Regions from separate parts of the Sus scrofa genome. Here region 1 is linked to region 2. The links are chromatin contacts, called in public HiChIP or PLAC-seq maps. All regions are on one chromosome and are shown on one strand. The core of a region is the stretch at or near the end of the contact, and the rest is flanking DNA. Distances in the headings are between cores, read along the strand shown. Region 1 overlaps GNB4 (guanine nucleotide-binding protein subunit beta-4). Region 2 holds the start of ACTL6A (actin-like protein 6A).

Region 1 (2,728 bases), core at 217-2,716, 100 kb before region 2:
GGGGAGGGAGTGGGAGGGATCGGGAGCTTGGGGTTATCAGACACAACCTAGAATAGATTTACAAGGAGATCCTGCTGAATAGCATTGAGAACTTTGTCTAGATACTCATGTTGCAACAGAAGAAAGGGTGGGGGGAAAAAATGTAATTGTAATGTATACATGTAAGGATAACCTGACCCCCTTGCTGTACAGTGGGAAAATAAAAAAACTTATTAAAAAAAAAATCATCAGAAGGGTACAGCGTAATAGTCAAGGAATTTCACCAATAATGATTTTTACTTAAGATCAAATTGGAGCTGTTTATCACAATCACTGAAGTGGTACTGAAATTACTAGCTAAAGCAATTTTAAGCTAATAACTTAGCAGAAATTAGTTTGATATAAGCACAGTGCTCTTTCAATTACTATAAATTCTTGACTAAGTTTTTTAATATGAATATTTGATTCATTTAACACATTTTAAATAGCTTGATCATATAGTAAAAGCATTGTTAGTTGAGCAGAAAGCAGCATATTAGTTATCTTTTTAAAAGTTCAGCTGTACCAGTTAGAAATATCAAAAAATACCAATGAGCCATTGTACTCAAGCCAATTAATTAAATAAAATGGAAAAAAATACAGTTGCACAATTCAAACAGCCTTGTCTTTCCACTTCTTAAAATGTCCCTAGTTTACTAAAGCAAGGCATTATGCAGTTGTACAATTATATGCTGTGTTAGTGAATAGCTGTTTTAATCTACAGGAGACAAAGACATAGAAGTACTAATAGCTACTAATAATTTTCATATGGATCATGAAAACTCATTTAAGACGTGAAAGAATATTTTAAACTATACTTTAAAAATTTAAGCATAAACTACTTTTGCTTATTAGAAGTCTATTCCTCAAAAAAGTTAATTTTAAGTTTGCTATAATTAAATTCTCTAATTGTTTTTCTCTTTGCAATCCTGATTTATAATTCCTATGATTTTTAAAAAAAAATTTTATTAAAAACTCTGAACCCATAATGAATCAGTTATGGTATTAAAGCTTTCATGATCATTCTCACCAAGGAATTTAAAAACACACTTGCTTACCCACCCCAAATAGTCTTCTAATTACAGATAGTCCCATGTGGCCTTCCCTCCTTCCTTCTTTCCTTCCTTCCCTCCCTCCCTTCCTTCCTCTCTCCCTCCCCCTCCCTTTTTTTTGGTCTTTTTAGGGCCATACCTGTGGCATGAGGAAATTCCCAGGCTAGGGGTCCAATCAGAGCTGTAGCTGCCAGCCTACACCACAGACACAGCAACACCAGATCTGAGCTGCATCTGCCACCTACACCACAGCTCATGGCAACGCTGGATCCTTAACCCAATGATCGAGACCAGGGATCAAACCCGCATCCTCTTGGATACTAGTTGGGTACGTTATCACTGAGCCACGATGGCAACCCCCCTACATGGCTTTCTTTCTCAAGAAGTTAGCCAAAAATCTAGAGCTGTATGGGGCAAGTGGATAAGCGGAAAAGAGAAGTTAGAGATGCTGACACTGCAGTACAGGCATTTAGTTTTGCTTTTTTATTTTGCTACCAAATTTCTCATTACACTGAACATTTTTAAGTGTTCCAAAAATAACGCAATACAGCCTCTTGTGAACTGAAGGGAGTCTGTTTTGTCTGTGTTCCAGGAAAAAAAAAATAAGGTGCTGCTCTCAAGTCTGTTGCCCTTCACCTTCTAGTATGTTCTGGTATAGTTCATTCTCCCACCAAACATTTACTGAAAGCCTAGTACATGCCAAGAACGGGGTTACACATGAATTAGACAGAGGCCCAGTTCTCCAGGAGTTTACAGTCTGAAGAAAAACAGACATTTACATGCATATTCACATAGGTCTATAATCTATCACCCTAAGCCTGAAGGGCCTGCATTTCAGAATTTGGGAGTTTACAGACTTTAAAAAGGTGAATTTATCACATATTTCATAAAACCCCAACTGGACTCTAGGGCAGTAGCCACATAATCCAGGAGTACTTCTGCAGCCAAACATAATAAGCATAGTCACAACTAGGTGGGGAAAAAATACACTAGCAACAGTTTCATGTTAGTTCAAGTCAGGATGTGGCACCAAATGAGTTCAAATCACAGAAAGTTTTGCTCTAAATGATATATGAAGAAACCTGCAGTTTCAAAGTATTTTGAATCTCCAAATTGTGGGTAAGATTCTTGACCTGTAATACATAAGAGAAGGGTTACCTGGATGACCTGTGAAATTAAAAGACACTCATGTATTTAGCCTATCAAGAGATGACATTTACTGAGCACTTACTATGTAAGAATGCTCACAACTCTTCACAATAACTCATTTAACAACCTCAAATGATAAGTGCTAATATCATCCTTATTTTTCAGATGAGGAAACACTTTATAAAGGTCGTGAACCTTACCCAAGTTCATACAACCTAACAAACTAGGAATATGACTATACTTATTGTGTGATCCCAGAACCTGTTTAACTTCTGAGTCTCAATATCCTCAGCCATACATTAGAGAAACTAACGTCTACTGCAAGTGATTATTTTAGGGATTAAATAACACACATTAACCAAATGTCCTTGGAATTTTAAGTCAGATTTAATGTGGGCTGGTAAGGGAAATATATGAAGAAGCTATAATCATAAACACTACTCAGGCCAATATTCACAACTGTTGATGGATCAATAGACATAATACAATAATACTTTACACAGCAAAGG
Region 2 (2,743 bases), core at 98-2,597:
AGATGTGTTACATGCATTGTCACTGGGGTCAGGAAACTCTCCCTATAAGTGATCCAATAGTAAATATAGCCTCCAGCTATGGCCTCTGTACTAAAACTCAACACTGCCCTTCAGACAAAAAAGCAGCCACAAACATATTCCAGTAAAACAGCTTATCATTAGATAAATGTGAATTTTACATAATTTTCACGTCACGAAATATTTTTCTTAAAATTATTAATTTTTTTTTAACTGGAACAGTCATTAATAGCTCAACAGCCACACAAAAACAAAGTAGTCTGGATTTGGCCCTGGGGCCATAGTTTGCTGACTTCTGCATTGTCTCATTGGGTAAACGGGAATTTCTAAATGATCAGGTATACTGCCATTACACTAAGTAAATAGGGAAGGGTTTTCTCCCTAACCTTGTTCCCCACCCTACTATCACTTTCAGCCTTGCTGCTGGCACTGAGACTGATGCGGCTTTATTCAACTGTTCTTAAGATAAGAGGTACCTATATGTCTAGACTCTAGGCAGACCAAGAACCATGAAGACATACAACTGATCTTAAGAATTTTAGCTGGAGCGACATGACCATGCTTTGGGTATTTTCATAAATCAAGCCGCCTGCAAAATGGCTAAAAGGGCAAGGCGACAAGTTATTGTAGTAATCCAGAGGAGCGACAACGGTGATCTGTACCAGTAGAAATAGACAGGTTGGAGATGTATTTAGGATTAGGTGATCGCTTGGAGGAGGATTGACTATATTGCTTTACACCTGGCTCAGAGGATAAAAGAAATTTATGACACTTTGAAAAACAACTTGTAAAGTGCTACCTAAATTTAGCGGGATACTGTATCATTCCCTTCTTTCAACTATTCATAACCATTTAAAAAACTTCACGGTCCTATCGGTTTGTCCGATTTACAGATTCTCCCTACCCCAAACTGGCGCATGGCACGTTAATATTTTCAACATAAATTCGTTGAAAATAGCTTTAAAAAAATTCTTCATTCACCAATATCCAAAGCCGTCGGAACTATCGCATGGAGAGGATTCCAGACCCCCTTCTAGAGGTTTATCTGGATTTGCCGGATTCCCACCGCTCCTCCACGCGCAGCCTCACCCCCTGGTCCGGCCCCATACTCTTGCCGACAGCCTGCCTCCTCCCTCTCCCGCTCCCTCCGCCCCACTCTCGGGCCCTTTCGGGAAGCTCCGCCCCCCCCAGTTCCGCAACTCAACTCCTCTCCTTCCGTCGCTTTCCATTCTCCCCGCCCCCATGGCTGTTTTCAATTGGCTAAACTGGCTGTGCCGCGACGGGGAGCGCGGCAGAGCCTCGTTCTTATTGGTTGAAATATAGCCGGGCCTCTTGTGATTGGCTGCTAAGGGGAGCCAGCAAGTGTGACTGCGCTCCGGGGTGTGTGGACGCCGCTTTGTTGCCTGAGGGGGGTGGCGGTGGAAGTTAAGAGGGTCGGGGGCTAGAGCGTCTCCGGATCTGTAGTCGCGGCGGTTGCGGTCGCTTCGCCTGGTGTCCTTTAGCGTAGGAGTCGCGTCAACAGCAGCCATGAGCGGCGGGGTGTACGGGGGAGGTGAGTGAGTGCGGCTGCTCGAGAGCGCGCCTTTTTAGCGTGTGGGGTTCGTAACCGCCGCCCCCAGCCCTCCCCTCCCCTCCCCTCCCCGGCGGCCCTTCCGGTCTCCCCCTCTCGGGACCCCGGCCTCCCCGCCCCATCCCCGCCCCGCGCTTTGCCCGCCCCCGGAGCCCACCCGGCTCCACGATCGCCCCGGGCGCCCGGAGTCGCCGCCCCCTGGGGCCTCTTCCAGTTTCCGCCCGCCGGGGAACCGGTTTTTGGGGGTGCACGCCGCCCCGGGGCTGGGCGGACAGCTCCCCTCGGGGGCCCGGCCCGGCGAGCCGCGACTGGATTGGCCGGCTCAGGGGCTCTTCTCAGGCAGTCGGCTCTGTTGGGGTGTGCGTGCTTGCGTGTTTAAACTTGGGAGGTCCCGGCAGTTAGCTAGTGTGGACCGCGGGTTTTCGCGGCGTCGGGGAGATGGCAAAGCGAGCCGCGAGGGTTGGAACTGATTGGAGGAGTGGCGGCCACTCCGGACGCAGCCTCCTCTCCGTCCGCGCTCCGCACTCATGCTGCCTCACCTTTCAATAACTCCTGCATATATGTTGACTGTGGATTCTCCAGAGTTATTCGTGGGCGGGTCTGCTCAGGGTTAGTATAGAGATATGGGTAATTTAAGAATGAGTGGGGTGCGCGGTATAGTGAAAGATTTCCGCGGGCTGGGGCTTACATCCACCTGGGTTGTAATATCAGCCTCACTTTTTATTAAACTCTTTGCCTTGGGCAAGTTGTTTAACTTTTCCCAACTTCAGACGATTCGTTTGTGGAATGAAAATTCCTACCCATTGGGATGATTGTGAAGGTTAAGGGGGGGTAATGCTACACTTGCTACTCAAAGTATGAGCCAAAGATCAATAGCATCAGCTTCACTTGTAAGCTCTTTAGAAAATACTGAATTAGAGCCTCCGTTTTTTTGCAAGATACCTAGGTGAAGCACTGAGTTATATGATTTCCTAACCCAAAATGTTGGTCTTGTTGTTGTGTTTAGTAAGGATATTGTTTCTGAAGAGGTTTTATAGGTAGGATATGAAAATAAGGTTTTTAAAGTTCTTAGTAGTTTTGAAATGAAGCTTGAGTCTCAGGTGACACACTGACCCTCACCCCCTCCTTCCCTGTATATGTTCTTAGTTTTAATTT

Evidence for each region. HiChIP or PLAC-seq counts read pairs in DNA pulled down with a chosen protein or histone mark.
Region 1: an H3K27ac HiChIP or PLAC-seq map of alveolar macrophages shows a contact between it and region 2, with 5 times the contacts expected there. The contact joins the enhancer-like site here to the promoter of ACTL6A in region 2. A contact is called at or near these places in 21 of 47 Hi-C or Micro-C datasets (adipocytes, alveolar macrophages, blood and 13 more) and 1 of 2 datasets of contacts at active chromatin or transcription factors (alveolar macrophages).

The regions. Positions count from the first base shown.
Region 1 is chr13:117,496,480-117,499,207 of Sscrofa11.1, forward strand. All of the region lies in intron 1 of GNB4 (guanine nucleotide-binding protein subunit beta-4), which reads right to left. Among named protein-coding and RNA genes, the nearest start is that of GNB4, 16 kb to the right of the region's middle. Within about 2 kb of position 1,467, at least 4 of the 83 cell types and tissues checked have an H3K27ac peak or open chromatin away from gene starts, as enhancers often do. A contact at or near this core is called in alveolar macrophages, where this site is marked.
Region 2 is chr13:117,597,068-117,599,810 of Sscrofa11.1, forward strand. It overlaps ACTL6A (actin-like protein 6A), which reads left to right and starts at 1,348. Exons shown (of 14, transcript XM_003132545.5): 1 at 1,348-1,570. The coding sequence starts at 1,546.